3 separate regions of the Zea mays genome follow, and regions 2 and 3 are each linked to region 1. The links are chromatin contacts, called in public Hi-C maps. All regions are on one chromosome and are shown on one strand. The core of a region is the stretch at or near the end of the contact, and the rest is flanking DNA. Distances in the headings are between cores, read along the strand shown.

Region 1 (4,540 bases), core at 1,075-3,574:
ATCCAACTTGTTACCTACTAGTGCTCCGGCCGAAACTCCATGTCTGCAATGTGAGAATTAAGAAAGATGAGCTCTAACATGGATACCCAGGCAAAGAAGATCTCCAAATATAGTGCTGGAAGCAGATTCAGGTTGCAAATGACAAAAAAGACGTGTTGATCAAAGAATAGTCCAAGCAAGAGCTAGAAACACAAGCTGCCAAACACCACCTTTCTGATGATGCATGTATACAGTAGTATCATTCTACTCGATATGTTGGACCCTTGTATCTGTATTTCATGGTATCAGATGATATCAATTTGTGAACATACCACATATATCTTATCAGTGTTTAGTTTTTCGCAAGATTACATGTTTTAGTTCAGCATGATGATGAATCAGACAATCATTTCAGGGAGTTGGAAACCAGAAATTAGCTAAGTTTAACCCAAGGAACAAAAATTAATGGCAAGGACAAGTTTTTTACCTATACCCAAGGCCATCACTAGACCGTGGGCGTACTTCATTGGCTGGTCTATGCTGGCCCGCGGATTTGACATCTCGATCCACATCACTGCCTCTGCTGAGCATTGTTCCAACAGAGCGCTTACGCTTCATCTTTTTTTCCCACCCTTCACTGCCAGTAGATAGACCCCGCAATTTGTCATCAGAAAGGCCAGAAACTGTAGCAGATATTCTTGCGCTGCTCTTTTCCTTCTCTAGAGGTGAATTTTTCTCAGTACTAATCAAAGGGCCTTGCCTTGTAGGAACACTACCACGCCCTTCCACCTGAAACATGTATAAACAACAGAACCAAGTTTTTAAGTCAAGAAATGGTGACACAGGAAATTCATAATAAATGTGGAACCGTTATCATGGTACTATTTGTGATCGAAGTTGAGTTAGGAAGAACACATCATGCATGAAGCACATTAATTAGAAGGTTATCTATTTGAAGGTGAAGTAGCATTGAGACTAGGTCAACCAGAGTTGTAGTAGTTTCCAAATCCAAGAACAGTAAGACTAGGTACTGAGGATTGCGAATGACATGAGGGTGAGAAGAAAAGGCTATATGAGTTGAGTGCGGAAAATTCAACCAGGATCACGATTTTCCTACACTTGTCCTGTGTGCTCTTACTAATTGAAAAATGAGGTGGGAACAGGGTGGTTTGCACCGATACGCGACAAAAGAACATGAGTAGCTAGCAACATTTGCTTGGGTTTAATGAGCTGCAAAGACTGAAAAGGCACAACCTTTTCAACAACCGTGATCCCGATTCCAGAATCTGATAAGAGACTAGGCATTAACGAAACCATGAACATTTGGTTGTGGACAAAACAAACTAAGGAAAGTAATAGGAGATGCAGATGCTGTGAGCTGAGGCTAAGAGTGGGCCGGCACATGGGTCGGAGCACACGAACCCGGGCATCGGCGAGCGACGAGCGCACGCGCTTGCTAAGGACAGCAGAGTTGTTCTGTGCGCCCATCCTGAGCGCGCCGGAGGAGGAGGCGCCGGCAGGGCCCAGCTTGTCGGGCGCGGCCGACGCCTCTGTGGCGCGCTGGCGTTTGCGGGTGACAATGTTCTTGTACTTGTCGAGCTTCTGGATTGCCTCGTGCAGCGACCTGACCTTCTCCCTGCGGGGAGCCGGAAGGGGAGGGGGGCACGGAATTGAGCAGTCAGTCAGTCAGCGTCAGCAATGCGATATTAAGACAGAGGAGGGGGAAGGGAAGGGTACGCACTTGGCCTTGCCCGCGGAGTCCTGGACGCTGGCACGGATCCGCCTGAGCTCGTCGGCTTGGTCGTCGGAGGCGAGCGCCCGGCGGAGCTCGGGGTGGCGCCAGTGCGGCTGCTTGGGGTCGGAGCCCCAGGACGGGAGCGCATCCAGCGCGAGGAACTGCGAGAGGGGCGGCGTAGGCGTGGGCGGGGGCGCATGGGCGTCCCCCGGCCCCGCGCCCTCGCGGAAGGTCCCCGCCATGTGGGGGACCGGATTATTAGGGCTAGGGTCCTGTCCTCGTCGTCGCCGGCTCGGCTGGGCTATCTGAGCGCGGCAGCGACTCCGTGGGAGGGGAAGGAAGAAGGGTTCCGGCGGCCAATTGGGGGCGGAATTGCTCCCTCGGCGACTGCGGGGTAGTCTGCGTTGTTGCTGACGTCGTCGCGCTCGCGCGCTCGTGGAGAGGAAGCAAAAAGGGGAAGAAGAGGAGGGCGATTAGATGAGCGAGACGGAAGAGGAAAGGGGAAATTGGAGTCTACTTTTCGCCGCCAGATTGGTCAACGCAGCCTGTGATTGGCCCAATTTGGTAATAATCCTAATAGTGCCTGATGCCTCTCTCCCGTGTTCGTTTCGGAGCTCCATGCTGCTGCAGCTGCTTGGTTTTCTCGGTAATCACACATAGTTAGAGTATCAAAAGTTATAAGTATCAAAAGTTATAAAAACATATTCCCCGAGTTAAAATTAGTTTTAATTAATTAATAGTTTCATACAATACTTTATGTGATTTATATATGTGTTTAGGTTCATCTTCGTTCAAGAGTGAACCCACCGGTCCGGGTGGGCTCTGGCACACCCTAAGTCAGACTCACCGGGGACCCCACTCGACCATCCCGTTCGGCCGACGGTCGTTCTAACTTCCGTTTCCGATCGTTCGGCTTCCCAAAGACGGCTGTTCTTGGGTCCGAGACGGCGAGACGAGAGCGGAGAGAACAGAGTCACAGCTGCCGACCACACCCTGCATCTGTGCAGCCCTGCTGCTGATTGCCGCCAACCAGTGGCGGACCTATAATTTTGGCCAAGAGTATGCCATTATAATTACACTATTCATTCTAACTCATATATAATTCAGTAAATATCTTAAAATGCACCATAAAATTTGAAAACAAAGATAAAAACAAAATGATGCATCATAAAACTTAATAATTAACAGGAAATTTTGAACTAGATTACACTAGAGCCCAAACATATGAAATACGAAATTTGCAAGAAACAATGTTTGAAAGATAATTACCATACTATTTGTTTGGACGGCGCTTTCTAAAAGCCATAAAGGTCTCAATTATATCATCTTCATCGCCTTTGAAGAAAAGATCTCGTTCGATGAATGTGACTAGACAATCGTCCAAAAGACTATCACCCATCTTATTTCTTAACTTAGTTTTGACCAAAGACATTGCAGAAAATGCCCTCTCAACACTTGTTGTTACCACCGGCAGAAGTAATATCAATTTGAGAAGCAAGAAAACCATATTGAACACGATATGCCTCTTTTTTCAACAAGCTTAACTGATATGTCAACAAGGCAATGAAGGCCTTTGAAGTTATCATCTTGCCTCATTGCATCAATATAATTATTAAGCTGCAACTCAAGTTTCAGCAAATCATTCCCAAATATGTCATTAGGGTAAAATTCAGCTAGTCTTCGTATCTTCTGCGCATCAAAGGAAGCAAATAAATCAGAAGGATCTAAGGCTGACATACAAGAAAGCAACTCCATATTGACCTCATCGAACCGGTTATCAAGCTCTTGACTAATTTGATCAATGACACCAATATATATTTCACTTCTGAAGTGATCATCATTTGTTTGGTTTCGAGTGTATCGTGCTGATTTTCCATAAGGCACGTAATTATCCTCCATAGCAGGAACTTGGACGCCATATTGATTGCAAAACAAAGTAACACTTTGTAGGAATTGATCCCAACCATTAGACCTCAATTCTTGCATTCTGCTCTTTGCCACATTAACAAGTGAGATTGCATTGATGATATCTTGCTCCCTTCTTTGCAAACACTCAGATAATTCATTTGTGTATCCAAGAATAACAAACATTAATTGTGAAAAGAAAACAAACTCAAAGGACTCAAATGCTCCAAGAACAAAATGAATTTTTGTCCAATCGCCCTTATGTGAAATATCAGCCCCTAGAGCGATGAGTACGTCACGAATTGTGGGGTACATAGAAATGATGCTACAAACAGTTTTGTAATGAGAGCCCCATCGAGTCTCACCAGGCCTAGGCAACCCCATCTCTTGATTTAATCCAGTCCCAGTTTCAAGTTCACCGCAATCTAGTGCTTTTCTGATATTCTCAAGCCTAGCATTTCGAAGCATACCATGGCGCTTACAAGAAACTCCAACAATATTTAGCAAGAGAGTTATTTGATCAAAAAATGTCACACAATCGGTATTCCCCTTAGTAACAGCAATAAGAACTAGTTGTAGTTGATGTGCAAAGCAATGTATATAATAAGCAGAAGGTGACTCTTTCATTATCAATGTTTTCAGCCCTTTTATCTCTCCTTTCATGTTGCTGGCTCCATCATAACCTTGGCCTCGGATTTGAGCCATAGTCAAACCATGGCTAATAAGAAGAGCTTCAATTGCTTCCTTAAGTGACAAAGAACTAGTATCATCTACAGGGATAACTCCAATAAGTCGCTCACATGGCCTTCCCAATTTATCAACATAACGCAAGCAAAGAGCTAGTTGTTCTTTATGTTATATATCATGTCACACCCGGATTTCAGGGGCACCAAGACCCGGGCGCGAACATAATCACCAGGT
Region 2 (4,540 bases), core at 788-3,287, 690 kb after region 1:
ATGTTGGTCCTCTGGCTGTCCGGTGGGCCACGAGGTCAGTGCTATCCCCTTCCCTTGCAACCAATTCCCCGCGGGATCACTGGGTGGTTGAAGCTACCTCTGCCATTCCCACAGCCGAGTTGGCCGATTCGCCTCACCCTCGAAGCATAAAAGTGGTGCACCATGCGCCGCATCAAGGGAAGCCAAGCACCATCATTGGGTGACAGTAGAGAGGAATGGGGGTGGATGTCGCCGCCATCATATCTCGATTGTGTAGGTATTCTACTCCCACAGAGCAGATCGATGAGGGGATTCGCGGGTACACATAGGACGCATTCGTGGCCATCTTGGGCGGGGAAATCCACCGGTGGCCCGCTAATTGCTTGACGGAGCAGGGGCGCCACCGCTGTAGGTCTGCGCCTGTGTCATCGCTCAGGCGCTTCGCTAGTCGGTGCCCAACGTATGTAAGACCTAGTGGAGCGATGTGATGGACTAGGAGGTGCGGAATTCCTCGCAGTCGTTGGAGCTCCGCTGCAAAACCGCACGTCGTCGTGGCCAGCCATGCCACTTTAAACACTAAAATATGTTTTAGGAGATCAGGAAGCTCTTTTGTGCTACTTATGGAATGATAGAGGAATTGATACTAGTACATGATTTATTAAGAAACATATATTTTTCAAATTAATATACAAATAACAAAGTAATAATGGGAGTTAATGACTCAGATTTAAAATTGACTTATAAAATTTTGAATTATAATAGTAGGGAGTTCTTCTATTTAATTAGGGCATGTACAGTGGTGTTTAATGTGGAGGCTCTTAAGGTGTTTTAAGGGGATATTTGCAAAAAAAATCTTAGAGCCGTCTCTCCGTGAAGAGACGCCTCTGGCTCGTAAACAAGTAGCAACAGACGCATCACTTCCCACTGTACGAATTTGTCGTCTGTTCTATCGATCTGATGCTGTACAAATGCATTTAATTCTGTATTTATTAACAGACTACATTTATAGACACTACATTATATAATAGAGTCTCTTAGGTGTCTCTTGTGCTTGGACAACCATTTTGATGTCTCTTCACTGTACATGCCCTTACTATGAATGCTTCTTTCACTAATATTACATGTGGGACAATTTTCCCCTCCTCAGCAGACACTATGTGCGGGCCCTAGGTGTCAGCCTCCCACTCGCGCTTCGCATTATCAAGCACCAGCTCATTGGCATGTGGGCGGTGGGCCATGGCCACTGTTTATCTTCTCACCCGGGCTACCGCCGCGGTCGGTTGGTTGAAACCGCCCAACGATATGTGTGGGCCAACTGGCTGACCCGAGCTTCGTGACCATGGGAAGGGTCCCCAGACCCCGTGCTTATGCTCTCACCTGAATCCACCCCACCGTGAATGCTTGTCGCGAGCATAGAAGAGAGGGAAGGGCGGCCGCCGTGGAGATTCACCACCGTCGTTGTCGCTCCCTCTACGAATAAGCCAGGAAGACTGCCAAGTCCCGTGGTACCTGTGCGAGGTATCTGCGAGCATTGGGGACCTCGGAGCTCTGTGTAATTCCTCGCCGGAGGATGCCACCGCCTTAGGATCTGCGCCACGCCGTGGCCAAGCGCCTCCGCAAGCCCAGGTACTGATAACGCCCTCAGCCTGAGTTTGCCTCGTTGTTGCCTTTGTTCTCATCGGCATTGGTCGGGTTAGACCGTATCAATGTCGTTAATCGCTCGCCGGAGTCGGGTCGGGGTCACGGATCCGTGGGGCGGCGTGGACACCACCTGTTGCGTGCCCATTGCTAGTTAGGGCCTCGTTTTGTTCTCCTTCGCCTTCACTACGTGTAACACCTGCCGAATCAAAGTTTTAGCGACCACCAGCGAGTGTGGCAAGGTCCGACGATGTCGCCGCCGTGGGTAGCAAGCGGTGCGGCTGCATGGGTGTTTACCAAGCGAAAAGGAGCACGGGACCGTTGATCTAATAACCAATGAGTCAGATTAGATGGGGGAAGGCGAGGAACGTCCGATCGGGATCGGACGGATTAGGCTTAAGTCGTACTTCGTTAAACCATGACCATGGATCTTGGATCGGAGGGTCATGAGTGAGTACCGGTTCTACAAAATTGAGGATCTAATCTGGGTCATGTAATTTTTATCGGCCGGCTCTCAAATCTGCGTAGTGCGTACCCCTTCGATCGCGTAACACTTGCTAATGAGTCCCTAGACTTATCGATAATCAACCCGGCGTCCAGGTTCTGTAAGGATCAGTTATTAGAGGTCTCTAGATTTTTGTAAACCAACCCCTAGGTTTCCTAGGACTCTACACCGCCGTCCGTTTCCAGATAAAAGAAATAAGTAAATAGGGTTGATAATCATTTATATTATAAAAATAATTCTAGAACATCAGAAAATCAATAACTTCGTCGTTTTAACTCCAATTTAACTTGTTCCAGTTGTGTTGGTCTCATATTAATATTGTCTACACTTTAGTAACCTTATTTTACCTTGTTACGCATAATTTGTGAATCCATGGATATCAAAACAATTTGCCTAAACACCCAAATCTTTCGAAAACCATATCTTATTCATTTTAACTCTGAATTTAGCCGTTCTCGAACCTACGATCTCGTAGAGACGCGTAAGACATTATTACACAATTTGTTCTCATGTTTGGTGTGATGTTAATTTCTCCTATGCACATTGCTTGTATGTATTGTTGTGAGTAGACAAGAAGTGACCGAGGAGCTCGGAGCATAGCAGGTGGAAAATACTGAGTAGCAGCTTGTTGACGCCAAGTTGTGCCCTTGATCACTCTTCTTTATCCAATAATGTTCTTCTTAATTACCATGTTAGGCTCATGTTAACTTGATGGGACCTAATAGATCACCCTAGTTTGATTTACTTTACACCTTTCTAACCACTGAACTTTTGTGTAGTATTTGCTATTGCTCTATGTGGTTTTGGGTGTTAAGATACAGATGATTCATGATCATGCTTTACTATTGTTATTTAATTATTTAATGTTCATGATAAGATTATGGTGTTAACTAGAACATGGAGCTTAACATGGGATAACCGTGCTACCATAATGGTGGAATCGGACCCCCTTAGCTGACTAATTAGGAAAGCTAGTGTGAGTTAATCCTTTCCCGAAAGGGGCAAGTAGGGTGGAGGATGCAGGTGTAGGGAGGTCCCCGGGTCAAACTATCTTTTTAGATTTTTGGACGAGGTATTCCTATATCGCTTTCGGCACAGAAACTGTAGCGGGTTCTCTCCTCTAGTGGAAATTTGTAAAAGCCTCGCAGTGTACCCTCGCCTACTCACCTCGGCAGTGTTTAAGGATCTGATCAACCTGAGGTGACAAAGGGAACACGTCTTGTGGGTAATGATATGCAACCTTTGCAGAGTGTAAAACTGGTATATCAGTTGTTCTCACGGTCAAGAGCAACGCAGGACTCTCGCATGATTAACTTATAGAATTAAACGTAATATGTCATTTATTTGCATTGCATTGTGGGTTTTATTATACTTAATGATCTCTTATTTTATTGGGCTAGTATACACTTGTACCTAGTAATTGCTATTAAAATTTGACCACTTTATTACAAGCAATGCTCAGCTATAACCATTATTTGTTGATCAGCCTTACACTATACATGAGCCCCCTCCATAAGTGAGCTCATTCACATTATTCCCCACACTTGTTGAGCGATGAACTTTTGTGAGCTCACTCTTGCAATAAAACTCCCCCCATAGGTGAAGAGCAGGTGCCCCTCGAGGAGGAGTATTATGACGATTTCGACGAGGTCTAGGTGTCTTCTCCCAGTCAGCGTGATGGCATCGAGAATAATAATGATATTAGTTCATTTTATTCATTATCAGTTATTTTGTAAGACATTTAGTGATGTAATAAAGATTGTGACATTTGTCTCTATACACTGAGTCATTATATGTGTTGATCCTCTTTGGCGCACATATGAGACACACCCGGGTTTGCCCCTTAAATCCGGACGTGACAGAAGTGGTATCAGAGGGATGTTGACTGTAGGACGAAACTTAGATAGAATTGGACAAAACCCTTACCTACTTACCTTTACTCTGATTCTTTCTATACTTTTCTTGATATTGTCTCACCTTTTGGCTGTTCTACTCTAACTACTCTCACCTTTTTTTTACTCTAGAAGGACCGAAGGGATTCCACACCTTGGAATCACATATCTATGAATCCTTGAAGAGATAGGAGATCTACACAAAAAGAAAGAAAAAATATAATTTTGTAGATATTTAAGTGCTTGAATGTTTGTTCTTATGTTAATTGCTTGATTTGCTTCTTTGATTGAGTGAAATAGTATACTAGGGCATCCTAGCATGTACCACCATAGGGTAATGTATTAGTATTAGGTAGGTGACACTTTAATCTACTAAGCTATTGTGACCCAAAAGATCGTGACCTAAAAGTAGGGTGTTTCCTACTTATTTATCTTATCTACAAATCTATCTTACCCTATGTCTCTAACCTAGATGGTAAATACCAGGAAGGGAGCGGTGTTGATCTACCTGCGTGTATTCGCCGAA
Region 3 (4,540 bases), core at 1,312-3,811, 550 kb after region 1:
CTCACCATTTTTCATGACCAATGCAGCATGCTTAACCCCACAATCTACATGATACACATCAAGAACTAAATTGGACTCCAATGGCTTCGGGAGGAGAATGTCAATCCTGCCAGTTGAACTAATAACAGTATCAGAACCAGTTCGTACTGAAGTATCGCAGACAACCTCACCCCATACATACACATCCCCTAATGAATCACATTCATCTTGTGCAGAACCATGGCTAGATGTACTTGGGGCGCTAGAAATGCTTGCTCTGAGAACATCTGAAGATGGCCCCTTCATGAGCATATTGTTGCATCTGATCACAATGCAACCATAAAGTTAGGAGAATAGTACCAATGTGGAAACAGAATCACAACTGCCAGTGATGTAGTGCAACAATGCCGAGTTGATGATAAAGGTGCTAGAACAAAGTGGACATGACAAATACATACACATATTTAACAGATATGCATAAAAACACTGCAGAAGAGCAAATTAGAGAACAGGTAAAACTTTATGCAAGAGAAAAAGGGCAGAAAGGTATGTGCACTTGATGATTACAGCACTATATTGGGTGTAAATAAGGATAACAAGTTTTCCCAGCAATATTTAGGGGGGAAATCCAAAACCATTATCAAATATAAACTGAAAGATCGATTTAGAATCAATTAACAATTATTCTGGTCTTCTGGATAGGAGTTGATCAGGCTCACACCATTCAATACCAGAACATATTATGAACAGACCACATTTAAATTCTACATTTTGATTAGATAAATCTGGTAGTGCCTATGACTCCATCGAAACTGGCCAAATAAAAAACACCGAAAGTATAACTATTACCACTAGTTACTGGACAGAAACCATAACTACAAGCGGACAAGATTTTTGTAAAAGGGATAAGTCTGCTAAATTTTTCACCTATACCGTGATGAAAATAGCTTCTCTGATATTTAAATGAAGTCACTCCTTGTAAGCAGACTTGATGGGCATCAGACAAGTTTTTTTTCCTTCTTCACATTTTTGTATATAAAAATTTAGATGACCATACAACGTATGCCAACAGATGAATTTATGCTGGCAACTTGAAATACTCCACTACATCCTTTTATTACCCCCAGGAGAACCATAATCTACACACCAACGACAGCCTAATAAAATCATGAGGGTGTGGGCGAGTAGCAACATGCCAACCGTCAGCTTCACACTGGTTATCTGTGTGAGCACTTCTGATGGCATCGTCTATTGACATGTAAATTCACACCACCTGGTGCAAGCTAGAAAACAAGATGTTGCAAACAGAGAAAACATTCCTCAGCCAAGTAGCTTAGCAGCACATTACCATCACAGCTAAAATCAGTGGTGAAGACCGAGAAATGCAGACCCGAACTGCATTCAGGCAACTTTCGTCCCAATGTTACCAAACAAAATCGGTATCAGGGGTGGCTGCAGTATGCAACTTTCCTACTCAAATTGCCAAGAAACATCAACACCAAAACCGCAGGGACTAGAAATCCGGAAAAACTACAAACTAGATTCTTCCAGAAATGCGAGAAGGAGCCTACCAGCACCAACTGACTAGGATGCGCAGAAAACACCAAAAAGAACCAAACTTTGCGCATGAACGAGAAAGGTTCGCGTACCATCACAGCTAAAATCAGTCGTGAAGACCGAGAAATGCAGACCCGAACTTAATTCAGGCAACTTTCGTCCCAACGTTGCAAACCAAATCGGTATCAGCGTGGCTGCAATATGCAACTTTCCTACTCAAATTGCCAAGGAACGTCAACACCAGAACCGCCGGGACTAGAAATCCGGAAAATTTACTAAGTAGATTCTTCCAGAAATGCGAGGAGCCTGCCGGCACCAACTGACTAGTAGGATGCGCAGAAAAACAGCGAAAAGAACCAAACTTTGCGCAGGAACAAGAAAGATTCGCGTACCACAAGCTCCTGGTGGAGACCAAGCGTCAGCTCTCCACGCGCCGAAGGCAGGAAGAGCTCTCCTGCCCCTGACGGCTTCCGCACTCCCTACAAGATGGGATCCACCCGGCCTCCGGCCGGAGCGCCGCCGGCCGGAGCGCCGCCGGAAACTGGGAGGCCGCCGGCTGGCGTGCACCGAGGATGGATGGAATCAATGGGCTTGCCAGCTCGGCTCTTCCCTCTCTCGCTTTCTCACCTTCTGTGCTGTTGATCACGGCGGATGGGCTCCCCCTGTTTGTTCTTTCCCTCTCGTCTCGTCTCTCTCTCTCTCTCTCTCTCTCTCTACGGCCCCTCTTCCATTAGGCCCCGTTTCAATCTCATGAGCTAAACTTTAGCTTCGTGCTAAACTTTAGCTATATGAATTGAAGTGCTAAAGTTTAGTTTCAATTATCACCATTAGCTCTCATGTTTAGATTATAAATGGCTAAAAGTAGCTAAAAAATAGCTGTTAAAGTTTATCTCGCGAGATTGGAACAGGGCACCCTGTTCCTGCTGCTTTCTTTCTCTTTTCGGGCACTCCGGCTCACCCGGCGGTGATGTCTGTACTCATCTCCCCACATGGCCATGCCCACGCCCATCTTGTTTGTGCTCATGCTTTGGACTCTTCACTGGGCTTTAACTTGTTTTCTAAGTGCTTGCTTGACCGTATCTGCTGGCCTGGCTTGTGACTTCTTACAAGTAGCCAGCTAGTCTTGGGGAACAATTCGTTTTTTATGGTGTTGCTATGATCGACTTGCTCCTCCTGTAAATGGAATTTTATTCCTGCGACGGGCACTAGGTCATGGGTTTGATTACTGTTGCTCAGATCTGGATGGATGGTCTTCCTCGCTCGCTGACAGAGTGACAGGCAGACACATATGCTTCTTTCTTCTGGAAAACTGTTGCATATTTGTACTGTTAGTATTTGGCATGATGTCAGTCTAATAATGATAATATCAACTCCAAGAGACTCTCTGAATCCCATCTAATCGCCTACAAATAGAGATTTTAATTAAAAAATATCATAAAATATATTTTTTAATTAGTTATCTAAATATAACAATCTTGATTTTTTGCTAGCCAAAGATAGAATGGATAGAAAACAATAACGACTAGACTACGTAGATTATAAATAAGATATCGAAAAACTCTTAGAGAGTTCAAATATATAGAAAATGATTTTTATACAAATAATTCTCTATATAATAATTTAGAGTGAGCTTTCGAAAAACTCTGGGATATGCTCTAAGATCTAGCGGCCTCTTCTTAGTATGTGAATTTGGAAAGGGAAAAGAAGAAATGGTAGTGCCATGTACTACTAGCTAGCAGCAGGAGTTAGTGATTGGATAATTTTGTTGAAACATAGAAGGATTAACAAATGCTTAATTAGCTATCTGACGAGGTGGTGCTGCTTTTGAGAAGATCAAGTTGGGAGACAGGTTAACAGATTACAGGATTCTAGGTTGGAAATGCAGAGCAAGAAACTTTCACCAACTGGAGTGTATAGTACTCCTTGCCAAACTTGACATAGAAGCATGTCTGCATAGTATACCACAACAGAACATCTCGTGATCTCAACAGTGGATATCAAATAACTTCTCCTTACTGGAGCTTGCAATGAATCTTACTCATGATGCATTTTGTCTCCCTGCATAAAAAAGGCGAATGTTTGCAAGCATAAACTAGGCAACAAGGAAATATTTCTTATGTTAGCCTTTTTTCAGGTTTTTTCACATAATTAATATAAACATTGGCATGATTTGTTTTCTGCTGCCCAGTGCACAAACTACTCCCATCCATTGAACAGTTGCTTGATAGAATGCTATCATAATTGGTCATTTAGAGTTGATGGTGGTGCCGACATATTGAGTGCATATTGACACAATTAGTTGAATGATGATATGACAGTGAAGTAGTTCTGTACTAATTGCAACACAAGTAATGTAATGACATGACATCTAATCTAATCAAATAATTAAGGTTTAGTAGTACTACACTACACACAGCCACATTCCCGGATCCCAATGTGCATTACCCATGTAAGATGCATTTTGATGGGATATCTTCGTACCACCTCTCAATATGAGTCACATGACATGTGGGACCATACCCCCACAACATGCCATTTACTAACTTGGTGGTAAAAAATACACTTCAGCATGGAATGTATGCAAATTTCTCATTCTTAGTGAAACTGATGTTTATTTAGTGCACGCAAGTTGTATATATTCAACTGGATAATGATGAATCTAGACATATATATAGAACACATACTAAATATCGCACAAATCCATTAGAAAAATAAAACGAACTTAATTTGGGATAGAGGGAGTATAATGTTGACTTTGCACTGAACAACAATGTATTGTAAATGGTAAAACTAACTAGAGGAGAAAGCTTAGTTAGGATACCATTTCCATACACTCCAACTTGGTGGATGGTAAAAGCGCTTGATGATGCATATTGTTTCTACAGTGTTTTTATCTTTATAGATTATAGCTGCAGCAGTCCAAACAACCGGCTTTAATCCGAAGCGTAAGCTGTAAGAGATCACTTCGTCCTTTAGTGTACTAAAAATGTCTTTCTTCACAGAG

What was found. Hi-C and Micro-C count contacts between places; a contact is called where the count stands out from the background.
Region 2: a Hi-C map of ear shows a contact between it and region 1, with 2.6 times the contacts expected there. The contact joins the enhancer-like site here to the promoter of LOC103629278 in region 1. A contact is called at or near these places in 2 of 25 Hi-C or Micro-C datasets (ear and tassel).
Region 3: a Hi-C map of ear shows a contact between it and region 1, with 3 times the contacts expected there. The contact joins the promoter of LOC100381412 here to the promoter of LOC103629278 in region 1. A contact is called at or near these places in 3 of 25 Hi-C or Micro-C datasets (ear, leaf and tassel).

The regions. Positions count from the first base shown.
Region 1 is chr6:50,066,353-50,070,892 of Zm-B73-REFERENCE-NAM-5.0, reverse strand. It overlaps LOC103629278, which reads right to left and starts at 2,324. Exons shown (of 16, transcript XM_008650455.3): 1 at 1,721-2,324; 2 at 1,402-1,615; 3 at 467-768; 4 at 1-43. The coding sequence starts at 1,956.
Region 2 is chr6:49,380,053-49,384,592 of Zm-B73-REFERENCE-NAM-5.0, reverse strand. No RefSeq gene overlaps it. Among protein-coding and RNA genes, the nearest start is that of LOC103629276, 89 kb to the right of the region's middle. Within about 2 kb of position 2,037, at least 17 of the 20 cell types and tissues checked have an H3K27ac peak or open chromatin away from gene starts, as enhancers often do. A contact at or near this core is called in ear and tassel, where this site is marked.
Region 3 is chr6:49,519,261-49,523,800 of Zm-B73-REFERENCE-NAM-5.0, reverse strand. LOC100381412 reads right to left here and starts at 2,561. Exons shown (of 5, transcript NM_001361425.1): 1 at 1,929-2,561; 2 at 1-301. The coding sequence starts at 291.